Regions from separate parts of the Zea mays genome. Here regions 1 and 3 are each linked to region 2. Evidence: chromatin contacts called from public Hi-C data. All regions are on one chromosome and are shown on one strand. Each heading gives the region's core, a stretch centred on a gene start, on an enhancer-like site or on the middle of the called end of the contact. The rest is flanking DNA. Distances are from core to core; before and after follow the strand shown.

Region 1 (4,469 bases), core at 1,706-4,205, 170 kb before region 2:
TCCTGTCCTGCCCAGTCCCGTCTGGTCCGCCGCGATGCCGTGGCCTGAGATGTGGTTGCCTCCCGCGACCGAGGAGGAGGGTGAGGCAGAGGACGTTGTGGGGAGTACTCCGTTGTGGGTGGGGGATCTCAGGCGCGGTGGGGGTGGAGGACGAGTGGGTACTGGGGAGTGCGAGGGGGCGAGCCGCGAGCCAGAAAAGAGAGGCGGACGTGACGAAGCTCAAGCTCAACAAGCTCAACACGCGCGGCTAACGGAAATCTTGGGTCCGAGCTGCAGGACACGCGTCAGCACCCGATCGGTCGAAGACGCGTCGAACGCGGAGGAGCCTCCAATTCCTAGTGTCTTTTAACAAGAAGTAATGTATTGGTCATCAGATTTGAGTGAACCAACCGGATTCACTTCATCCTTGCCTTGGAAGCGTTCAGGACTTCAGGTTGGAACTGAAATCCATTATGCCGAACGAGGCCAAGTGATAGATGGGTAGGAGGAAGAGAGGAGGAATACACATGCTCCGCTATCCCTCCTGGGCTCCTGGCACGTGGGCGCCAGGGTCGTCAAACTAGCAGCCCTCACAAGATGTATAAATGTATTGCAAAAAAACAATCAAAGCCATAACCTGCTATTGACACTAGTGACATGTGTTCCCATCATCCCATGTCAAAAGTACGAAAAGGTCTCAACGGTACTCATGGATATATTGTCGACCAGACTACCATAACATGGTGGCATTCCAGTAAATTTTACATCAAATGATTAATGAGGGTGTGCATTCATGCTACTCCGTTTGTCAAATGTATATGTCCAACTACAAATAGGAGCATACATCATTTTCGTTACACCCTATCCTTTGTACGCACAACACATGTACAACACAGGTAACAAAGTAGCCGAGCAACGGACATTTACATTAACCGGACTGCTGGTAATTGAAGGCATAATGCTCACCACACCTCCGCTCCTTTTGTGGCGCCAAGCAGCACAGCAATTGCAGCAAGCGAGGCCTGTCCATGGCACCAAAAAAGTTTGGGGGCAAAGTTAGCGCAACCTTTGTGCATTAATTTGGAAGAGAAGGCACAGGTCTACAGTAACAATGGCTACTAAACATCACATCACATGGTCAGATAGTAACAAACACTTTCACCATGTAGTGCCAAGCTAAATTTATGCAGCGCATTCCATAGAATTGTATTTAGTTGAACTGACATATGCTTCCCATCCAAGTAAGAGATGATACCAAAAGCTTCCATCGGGAAAAAAAAGAGATACCAAAAGCTATGTTGAAATCCATTAAACCCTTACAAAGTTCTTTTTTTGTCTTTTTGGAAACATAAAGAGCATGCACTTCTTCAACTATACGATGTGGTAAGTCTTTTTATTTGAATATCCATCTCCAATAGCTTTATAGGGGCTATTGAAATGCAATGGTGTAGTTTAGTGACAGGAGTTGACTCTGTATTTGCAGCAGCAGTTCGTGTGTGTAAAACTGTTAAATAACCCTGATATTGGCCCTAAATTCTCACATGCTTAATGGATGTTTTGCATCTAAAATCCATTAACAAATAGCTGGCGGAAACATATGAGCAATGCATACATTGCTAGGAAGGACTTACAGCAATAGTGCAAGCAACATATCCTGGTTTCTCCCTGTAATCACGTACTCGGACACAAATCAGCACAAAAGCTCCAAGATACCATGGAATGGCAGCAAAGAAGAACCCAATTATAAACCTGTAGCAAACAGTGGAAATATCAGTTCCTCAGAGACCAATACAGGTTCATATATGAATTGTGAGATGATTGATATTTAGGAAAAACAAACATACAGAAACCACCCCATGCCAAGGCCACAACATGGAAGAGGACGGATTCTAACAGGCCTTCCTTCAACAACAGGAATATAACCTACAAAGCACCAAAATGCAAACAAATAATTACCCAAGTTCAGTCAAAGTTCCAGTGTAGTTGTTGACTTCATATCTTCCACCATTTCGAACATAAATATAAATTATATACTGAATTATTCATTTTACGGATTTATTTGGAGAGTTGAATTATTTATGCAATCCTTCGCTGAAAATGAACTGCCCTGCATATATTTGGTTGTTCCTACAAATCAAATTTCCTGCTCATTTACTTTAACATTTCAGAACACTTCGAAGTTCAAAGAGAAATTCAGTTTCCCTCGAACTCCATGAACTACCGATCTCAAGTGTCTAATTTGGGATGAGCAACACCAACGCCGTTGGCCTGCAACTTAGAAGTGATGGGGAAAAAAAAAGGGATGCAGCAGGAACTGCAGATTCAGATACACAGGAGATAAACAGGAAGACAGCTGGGCAGGACAACACCTAAATTTTGAGCTTACAATGTAATGCAAATAAGCAAAGGGGTTAGGCGATTGAAAAGATCTACACGATGAATCAGCCACACAAGACTCCTCGGTCAAAAGAACGCCTCCCGTTGATCGATCCTATGAAAAAAAATGAACCGGGATGCAGCGCCTCGTAAGGCGCTTCCGTACCTTGAGCGATCTGGTAGCCTTGGGCGTAGTACGGCGCGGCGGCCGAGTAGGGTTGCTGCGGGGGTGGGTAGACGGCATACGACGCCGGAGGAGGCTGCGGGTAGTGCTGCATCCCAGGCGGCGCCGCCGGCTGGGGGAACCCGACCGCCGGCTGCGGAAACTCCCCGGAGGCTCCGGATGGGGGACCAAAGGTGCCGTACTGGTGCTGCGGCGGCGCCGACGGCGGGTACCCGTAAGAGGACGAGGAGTCCGCCGAGCGGGCCTTCCCGTCGGCGTCCGGCATCTGGCCACCCATGGTGGCTCCCGCGGTGGCAAAGGTTAGTTAGGTTTGGGGAATTGCCCAGTTGGGACGCAGGAGAGGAGGGAAGGCGGTCACGAGAGAACTAGGGAATTGCGCGTTGTTTGTTTGTTTGTTGATGAAGACGATTAACGTGTGCCTCCAGCCTGGACGGCGGTGTTGGGGCTTAACCTCTCTGTGTGCCCGTTTGTACCATTGTTAGTCTGGATTCTCATTCTGGTTTTGACAGCTGAAACGTGCTACATGAGGAGCAGGTAATAAGCACATTTTTTCCTTCTTCAATGAACCATGCTGATGAAAAAGATTTAGGTCCCTGTTTGATGTGATTCGGATGCCAACAACGTGCAAGATTCTCTGTGTTTTGTTTTTGGTACAGATGAAACTTGGAGGTTTGACAACCCCGCTTAGGTCAACTTAAACCTAACAAATTGCAATTTGCCAAACATGCATCGTACTCCCTCCGGTTTCCTATTAGTTGTCGTTTAGGACAACGACACGGTCTCCAAAATATAACTTTGACCAATGTTTTTTGTTAAAATACAAATGAACTCTTAATACATTTATACTTTTATAAAAGTAATTTTTATAATAAATTGGTGCATATAAATATTAGGTTCCAAAAATAAATAACAAAATAGTTATTTGTAGTCAAAATTTTATAAGTTTGACTCGAAACTTATTCAAAACGATAACTAATAGGAAACCGGAGGGAGTACCTTAGCATCTAAGGAAATGTTTAAATTCATCTTAGCTAAACTTTAGCTAGCAAGCAATAAGGTGTTTGGTTTTTACATAATAGACTAGTTAATACAATTAAAAGGACATGAGTATATTTTTTATTTGGTGCCAATAGTAAAAATCAAAGGTACATAGGTCAATCACTCAATATTAGATGGGTACCGTTGAGAAGGCAATGAGGTAATAAAATATAGGCTCTATCTAAAGTTTATCTAGTTTAAAATAAGTTAGATGATATAATGTGAATAGATTATAATTCCAAACAAACAGACTTTTATTATCTAGCTTGTTTAGCTTAAGGTAGCTAAAATGGGACACGAGCTATTGTCGTACTATATAGCCGCAAATAAAAAATGTGCTCCACAACACGCTATGTTTAGTCTAGGTCTATTTTTTCAAAAACGGTAGAATGGCAATGGATATCTAAAACATTATGCTCGATAGATCAAACCCTATTATAATACAAGTATGGCGAATTTTTATGTCCAAATAAATTTTATTGGAGCATTTACTATACCCATCAGATTTGGTAGGCATAGGTATGTCTTCTCTTGTTCCATACCCGCTAATCAATGGGAAATGTGCTAACCTATGGCATGTAGGTCTAGATTATTAGAAGTGTTGTATATAAAATAAAATGCCAAAAACCTAACCCTAATTCTCTGTGCGAAATTGTGTAAATCCCCGCTAACCTATGACATGTTGGGTTCGATGATTTTGTCATACTGGACACAAAGATAATATGTAGTCAGTATCTTTTATTATTGATAAGGTATGGAGTTTTAACATTTTGTATTTGGTACTTACTTTTACGATTAAAATGATCATATCTACTGGAATGTTGGTGGGTATAGGTACCTGATGGGTACCCGCTACCCATGGTGAGTATGGGTATGAGGTAATTTTGTATCC
Region 2 (4,101 bases), core at 1,323-3,822:
ACACCATCATTATGTTTGATACAGATGTCCATTTTATTAAGAAAACTTTCATAAGCATCTTGTGAGCTAGATAACTTTACTTTTAGTTTGTAATTTTTATTCATTAGTTCCTCTTCGGTGAGGTGTTTGCACTAGACTTTAATTACTTAATTTTATTATATCACTCAACATTAAGTTTTGCAAAGATTTCATATTGTTCAAGCAAATTTTGGTAAGCATTTTGTGGGCTAACTATTTTTGTTTTTAGTGTTTTTAATTAGGCTTTCTGTTTAGTGCAAACTTGTTTTAAAAATGTGATGGCTTCTGCAAGTTCTTTACTAAAAGTTTTTTTCGTTATCATTATTATTTTCTATATTGTCTCTTGAACTTTTTGCTTATGATTAAATATATTTAACATGCCTTCTACTGCCTTGCTTGAGGTGTTGATCATTTGAATCACCACTTTGCCTTAGTCCAAATCTACTTCATATCCTTTGAACTATAACCAAAGACGATAACAAATAACGTTAGTCCAAATAGGTATATTGATCATCAAACATTAAGACCTTACTGTAAATTAATGAGGCCTGATATATTTTTCTAAAAAAATAACTAATATTTATGATGTGTAATATGTATCATTAGTTGAATCATAATATATATATTTCTAATAATCTACTAAGTGACATAAATGTTGATGGTATCTTTTATAAACATAACAAACATATGAAAGGATGTCATTATTTTTAGATGGATCTTAGGATACCTATCCCTTTAGGATGCGTGAATTTTTCTTCTTTCCTATGTTTTTCCTGCGAAAATAAACTGATTCCTATATAATTTCTCAGAAATTCCTGCATTTCCAAGGGACCTGAACTTCATACTGATAGAGTAAAATAATAGTAAAATACAGATGCTTTCGTCTAGTATCATATTAGAATTGAATAAAGATATAAATACTTACTCCCTGTGTCTAAATAAATTTACTCTGAAAATATATATATCTTATAACTAATTTAACAATACTTATTTTATTTATAAACATTTATATTTTTATGTAAATTCTGACTATTTGTTTCCTAGAAAAATACAACTTTTTCAACGGTGGAGAGGACTACTGTCCTACTGGGGTTACGAGTTCAGATAATTTGAACTCTTTGAACATCTGGTCGTGGTGGGCTCGTGGCCTGGCCGGGGCTTGGCGGCAAAACGTAGGATCTGACGATGGGACTTCACACATAGCTAGAGAAGCGAGGACGTTATTCCTATAGGCTGTCTGTCTAGTGCCTACTGCGTGTGGCGTGTTTACTCCCCACCATTGGCCATTGCTGCCCTCTTCCTGTCTCAGTTGATTGATGTGTCCCGTGACCTTGCTTCTCGTTCCTCGATCTCCTTTCACCTTTCTTCACATCTTTTGGTCTGGATTGGTGGAAATACGACCGGTATTGAGTATTGACTGCCTTTGACTTAAATGTATGGATAGGAGATCTAGGTTTTGGTACCTCCCGCGCCGTCACACAAACAAACAAATAAACAGAGCAGCACAACACAAGAACAACCTATAGCTGTAGCAAACCGCGGCGAACTTGCGCCCCGTACACCCTCCCCCTATCCCGCTCCTCCCGTTTTCCCAGTAGCAGAGGCAAGCAGTCAGGCAGAGCACCGCAGCCCACCAGAAGGGACGACGCGTGGGAGTGGAAGGGTTTGTAATTGGAGTAAAGTACACTAGCTGTTTACTAACACGCTGTGTTACTTACCACTCAATTCAGAAAACCGGACAAACAAGTCTTCAAACTTTGTTAGCACATGCAAAATTATCTAACGCCGGGTTTGTAAAATCGATTGCCAACGTGGCATATCACTTAAAGTCCCCAACTTAGCGTGTTATGTCACTTGAGCCCCTAAACTTTCATTGGTTCGCTCTAACGTGGCATGACACGTCATCATTATGTTTTTAATAAGTGATTTACATGTTACGAAAGTACATCTTTATCTTGACAATCTTTTCACAAATTTCGTACTCATTCATGTATAAGCTTGAATCTAAATCATTCAAGCATACATGTAGGGGACATTATCACTACTGAATAAAGTTTTATGGTGCTTATTCATATCATAATAACAAAGCTTAAAAGTTGGATAAGCGATATAAAATGCAAACCAGTTTAACAATTTACACTAGTGTGAAGTGCTACCTTGGATTATGATTAGTTTTCATTTTGTTTATAGAATTATCATCAATACCAAGAAAAGGAGAGATTGAAAGGTCCTTACTTTATTTTGGTGAATGGATGATAACTTATGTGAATTAATATGTTTTTTATGTTGCGATACACAGGATTTAGTCCATATATATAATATGTTTTTTATGTTGCGATACACATGATTTAGTCCATATATACACTAGGGTGAGTAACTCTAGCCATATAGATAGGATGTTGGAAGATAAAGATAAAGATGTATCTTTATAACATGTAAACCGGATGTTGATGTGTTATATCACATATAAACCTGATGTTGACGTGTTGTGTAGTAAACCAATAAAATTTCGGAGACTCAATTGACATAGCATTTAAGTTCAGTAACCCAGTGACAACTGCTGTCGCGGTTCGCCAGGGACGAGTTCAGCCTCGAGACCAGGTCCACCATCGGCGTCGAGTTCGCCACCAAGACTGTCCAGGTCGACGACAAGCTCGTCAAGGCGCAGATCTGGGACACCGCCGGGCAGGAGAGGTACGCCCTTCTTTTCAGTTCCTTGCTTGCATTTCGCTAGCCTGCGATTCAGTTTCCCTGACCCTCTCGGCGATCGCTGCTGATTACAGTGTGCGCCCTTGTGCCTGTCGTGTCCCTCCAGGTACCGCGCCATCACGAGCGCGTACTACCGCGGGCCCGCGACGCGGTGGGCGGCGCTGGTGGTGTACGACGTGCCCCGCAGGGGCGGGCCCACATTGAATCAAGGGTATTCAGTTGAATACTCATTATTTTTAACAAAAAAAATTCACGTATACATATATACTATATATACTATGATATACATCGAAATATTATAAAAGAACATAAAATAGTAACGTTTTCTAGCTATTTGGATCACAATTTCCTTTGTACCGGCCTCCTTCCCTTATCTGTCGCGCGGCCCATCAGGCCCATCCGATTTTAGCTTGGATTGCTCTCTGTCCCCTCCTCTCTGGCTTACGTCTGAAGCCTAGCCCTAATCCCAACAGAAAGACGGCGGCAACGCGACCACAAGGATCGGGGAAGGGAGCGGCTGCACGTGGCCTACGACAACCTGCAGCTAGCGCTGGACGACGTCGCGACCTGCAACTAGCCAGCTAGTGCCACGACCCACGGCGAGTCGACAACATGCAAGTTGTAGCCAACGTCTTAACAACAACCATGGATCCATACCAAGATTGTTGATCCCCGCTGCAGCCTACAGGTCATAAGAATTCAGGTGTATGTGTATCAGTGTCTACTATTAGCATTTGTTTACATTTAGATATTTTATGTGATTGCATTTTTACCATCTTTTTCTCATGTGTACTGTTAGCATAATAACATGTATCAATCACTTTAATACTTACGTCTCCATATGTACCGTTACAAAATAAATATTTGAGTCAACAGTCATTTTGTTCCGTAACTCTGGTGTACAATATGCTAGTTTAATTGCTAGTTTAATTTGTTTTAGACTAGGCATTGAATTGAGTGTATTGTGATTTATTTGCAGATTTGAAAATGAAGAGCAGTGCTACCACTGATTTGAGCAGTTCTTCCTGTTGCAACTGCTGGCGTTGAAAGAATCTTTTCTTGAATGAACTTCATAAAAAATAAGCTAAGAAGCAAGATGGGACAAAAAAAATTTAATGGATGTTTGGTTACTTTTATTGAAAGACAATTCTTCTTGCAAGTCAAGGATGAAGACATTATCACACAATTTCAAAGCTTGAAGGATCGAAAGGTTGTCTTGTAATATGTAAGCTTTCTTATACTATTTAATGTTCTCTATATTTAATGCTTTAATATGTTTAGTGTTGAACAACATCATCTTATGACCTATTATTTTAACGTGAGTTATGATTTAGTTTACTTTCTAGTAAAAAAGGCTATTAGGATAGGCTTTAG
Region 3 (4,203 bases), core at 419-2,918, 130 kb before region 2:
ATCAGAGCATTCAATAAATTAAAGTGACCAATCAGGTAGTCTCCTGTCTCGAATATAGAGCTAAGACACTGTGTCTTCGTCAAGATACATGTCTTGAGATTTTTTACATTCACCCCCCTAGACACACTCTAAGACACAACTTAAGACACCCACTGTACATGCCCTTAAATTCTACCGGGCGCGTGGTTTCCTCGCAACAAGCAGCTCACCCGACCATGCACGGTCAAATTGCCGCCCCATCACCCTGCGACGCGGCCGCACAGTTCTCATTCCTTCCGGCAAATGGGATCGGAAAGGCGAGGCGACGCCCAGCCTGGTCGCCGTCAGAACTGGCAGAACACGGCAGCTTCGGTTTTCCGTGTCTACCTTGCTTGGCAGTGGCAGTGGTAGCAGCAGGTTCACCACTGTAGCAGCCAGCTCGCGCGTACCTCCGCACGTTGCACTTGCACCCGTCCGGCATGACTGCATGCATGACCAGCGCAGCGGGGGCGAGCCGTCCATCAGTTCCCTCCCGATGCAACGCCACACGACCCGGCCGTGAGCACGCATCTCCGAGCAGGGGGGAGACTGAAGAGTGGCTTCGCTCGGCCAGTAGAACTGGGAGACCATTCATTGCGTGGCAGTGCTCCGCGAGCCGAGAACGAGGGTAGGTTATAGATGTCCAAACAGTGCGGGCCGCCCGTTTGGCCCGTGGCACGGCACGAATTTAGCCCGGTCCAAACACGGCCCGACACGGTCGGTTACGGGCCCGGGCCGGCACGGCCCGTTTAGCGGGCCGGGTATGGACAGATACGGCGGCCCGCGTGCTTTGGCCCGGCCCGGCCCGATAAATGGGTCGGCCCGACGGCGGCCCGCATATTAATGTAAATACTAAATATGTAAATACATTTAATTCTCTCATAGTATATAAATACTAAATACGCGGGCAAACATATATAAAATGCATACATAAATATAAAATGCATACATAAATATTTTGTTGTCTTAATATATATAAATAATATGTTATTATATATGATTAATTCTGTTAAATATATGTATTTATATACCGTTCTACTGTTGGTTCGGGCCAGTGCCCGGCCCGGTCCGTTGAGGCCCACCGGGCCAACGGGCCGGTCCGGCACGATTTTTCCCTGTGCGTGCCGGGTTTGGGCATGTCCCTAGGCACGTGGGCCAGCCCGACCCGGCCCGAAGCATCAACGGGCCGTGCCCGGCCCGGCCCTATTCGTACCGGGTCGAAACGGGTTCGGGCCGGATCCGTGCCGGGTGGCCCGTTTGGACATCTATAGGGTAGGTGCGGCCATTTAGGGCATGTATGGTATATCCCATAGTCTATGGAAAATTTGGTTAAGAAATTACAATAACATATAATAAAATGTCCCTAAGATAAGTGTTTTTAATAAATACATTTTATTAGTTGTATTAGATGTTTTTAAGAAAAAAACATATATACCTACTACAAACTAAGACTAAGACGCTGTCATCTTTTCTCTTTGAAAATTTGTGTAGAGACGATCTTCTTTATAAAGATACTGTCTCTTGATTTTTTTTATTTTATTTACCAGCCCTAGAAACAGTTATTAAGGAGGATAATGTATTCAATGAGATTGTATACGTATGTCCTTATAAAAGAGGCAGTCAGCAGTGTGCGAGCCATATGCCCCAATAGTGTAGTGTAGCGACAAGGTGCGACAGCAGGGCAGCTAGGGAGCTCACTGATCTTCCTACTGTTAATTCCTCCGATCTTCTCAGCCGCTGTTCTAGAGTGTCGTCGTGAGCTCACTCTCACAATAAGGAGAAGATCTGGTGCTGAGAAAGGGGGGCAACGAGAGGAGAGAAGAAAGATAATCGGCTCGGCATGGCCTCCTCCTTCAACAACAAAACCAGTCACTGGCCGAGCATGTTTAGGTCCAAGCACGCCGCTGAGCCGTGGCAGGCGCAGCCTGACATCAGCAGCTCGCCGCCGTCGCTCCTCTCAGGTGGCGGCTCTAGCAGCACCACCACCATCGGCCGCTGCCTCAAGCACCCCCTCTCAGGTTACTCAGGTACGCCACCGTCGTCCCTACTCCTTCCTAGATGTATGCATGCACAATTGCACATGCACCCACACCGATCGATCGAGCATGTGCATGCATGATACTGTCGCAGCTAGCTAGAGGTAGGGTTTATTTGTAGGGAGACGGGGATCAAGATCGAGGGGTGAACTGAAGCTGACTACGTACGTACTGGCTGATTATCTTGGTTCTCGATCTGTGCATGCGTAGGTGGCGAGGAGCGGACCCCGGATCCGAAGCCCCGGTGGAACCCCAGGCCGGAGCAGATCCGGATTCTGGAGGCCATCTTCAACTCCGGCATGGTCAACCCGCCGCGCGACGAGATCCCCCGCATCCGCATGCGCCTGCAGGAGTACGGCCAGGTCGGCGACGCCAACGTCTTCTACTGGTTCCAGAACCGCAAGTCCCGCTCCAAGAACAAGCAGCGCACCGGACAGCTGGGGCTGGGCCTTGCGCGCGCGCCGGGTTGCGGGGCCGCTGCGCCGCCCGTCACGCCGCAGCCCTTGATCCAGAACCAATTCCAGGTGCTCGCCTCGCCCGCGCAGGCGCCAGCTTCCTCGTCCTCGTCCTCCTCCGACCGCTCCTCTGGGTCCAGCAAGCCGGCGCCGCAGCCGATGTCCGCGACGGCAGCGGCCATGAACTTTCCAGGGCCGCTCGGCGCGGCGTGTGCGCAGATGTACTACCAAGCCCACCCCGTGGCGCCGGTCTCGGCGTTGCCAGCGCACAAGGTGCAGGACCCTGTAGCCTCCGACGAGCCCGTCTTCCAGCCGTGGCCACAAGGCTACTTCCTGTCGGCTGCCGAGGTCGCCAGCATTCTCGGGGGCCAGTACAGGCACGACGTGCCCGTGCAGCAGCAGCCACCGGCGACGTTGCCTGCGGGAGCGTTCTTGGGGCTGTACAACGAGGTGACAGAGCCGACTGTCACTGGTCACAGGACATGCGCCTGGGGCCCGGCGGGGCTCGGGCAGTTCTGGCCCGTGGGCGGCGCTGATCACCATCAGCACCACAAGCACAATACCACCGCGGCGACCAACACCGTAGCAAGGGACGCGGCGCACGAGCACGCCACGACGCTGGGGTTGCTGCAGTACGGCTTCGAAGCTAGCGCGGCCATGGAGACGGCTTCCGCGGCGGTGCCCCTTGCTGCGTCGCCGGGAACCGCTGCGAGCGTGGCGACGGCTGGGCTCACATCTTTGCCTGCAAGTACTAATGCTGTTGTCGTCAACTATGATCTGCTGCAAGGTAATCTTGGAGTACCATTCCGTACATTTTGTTCTCAGTACATTATTATTGTATCATCGTATGCTTGGATTGTGTTCGTATGGATTGGGACTGTCACTGTCAGTGTTTCGCATCACATGATTAGGAGGTCCTTTCTCTCGCATAGTATATTGGATCTTTCTTCAGGTAGTTTCATTTTTATAGTGTTCAATACCAGTGCTAGGCTGCTAGCTAGCTTTAACATATATATGCAGCAGTATATGTTTTATGATATGCTCAAAGACGTCCTGGCTCTATGCGCATCAGCGCATGTGTTGGCATGGAATTGCACAAATCCCATTTAAAAATTCAAACGCATCTTGTTCTGATAAGAAAAAAAAATTTCTCCGGTGCAATCACATCTTACCGATCCCAATACAAAGGATGCTGTGTCAGTGTTTGTATGTCTAAAGGGACGCATGTGGCAATCGGTAGGATTAAGCCATGCATGCATGCGTGCGAAATCTCTTGTAGGAATGTACATATGTTCGATCTTGTCATCACATCTTTCCTGCATGACTTTGCCATGCATGATAAAAAAAGTTGTGGAAATTTGTCAGTTTGCAAGCAGAGTAGCTTTAGAAAAGACCAAAATTTGTGTCTTGTTCTCCCCATCGGGAAACAAAAGCCGTTCATGATGGAATGCTTCGAAGGTATGAAGTACAGAGAACATCATATGTAGATGCATCCAATGCTGCACGTAATGAATCCATCTTTTGCATGTATACTTTATTTCACTTTTTTTACCGAATACATGTGTGCTTCCATGAAACGAGTACATAGAGTTGGAGCCTTGTGCAAACATAGATTATGCATTGGTCACGCACGCAATATCTATGTAGCAGTTTGTCGTCATCCATGTAAGTAGCTAACGACACTAATAATCTGT

Evidence for each region. A called contact is a pair of places that touch in the nucleus more often than the background predicts.
Region 1: a contact with region 2 is called in a Hi-C map of ear, with 2.4 times the contacts expected there. The contact joins the promoter of LOC103636155 here to the promoter of LOC103637397 in region 2. A contact is called at or near these places in 4 of 25 Hi-C or Micro-C datasets (ear, endosperm, tassel and 1 more).
Region 3: a Hi-C map of ear shows a contact between it and region 2, with 5 times the contacts expected there. The contact joins the promoter of LOC103636156 here to the promoter of LOC103637397 in region 2. A contact is called at or near these places in 4 of 25 Hi-C or Micro-C datasets (ear, root tip and tassel).

What each region holds. Positions count from the first base shown.
Region 1 is chr8:153,162,307-153,166,775 of Zm-B73-REFERENCE-NAM-5.0, forward strand. It overlaps LOC103636155, which reads right to left and starts at 2,956. Exons shown (of 4, transcript NM_001374460.1): 1 at 2,522-2,956; 2 at 1,824-1,902; 3 at 1,611-1,728; 4 at 665-1,001. The coding sequence starts at 2,816. The coding sequence ends at 942. LOC103636153 (a long non-coding RNA gene) reads right to left here and starts at 41. Exons shown (of 4, transcript XR_002749027.2): 1 at 1-41.
Region 2 is chr8:153,332,039-153,336,139 of Zm-B73-REFERENCE-NAM-5.0, forward strand. LOC103637397 (ras-related protein RABA1f) reads left to right here and starts at 2,573. Exons shown (of 3, transcript XM_020543182.2): 1 at 2,573-2,712; 2 at 2,834-2,903. The coding sequence starts at 2,573.
Region 3 is chr8:153,204,693-153,208,895 of Zm-B73-REFERENCE-NAM-5.0, forward strand. LOC103636156 (WUSCHEL-related homeobox 7-like) reads left to right here and starts at 1,669. Exons shown (of 3, transcript NM_001301585.1): 1 at 1,669-2,045; 2 at 2,265-3,296. The coding sequence starts at 1,859.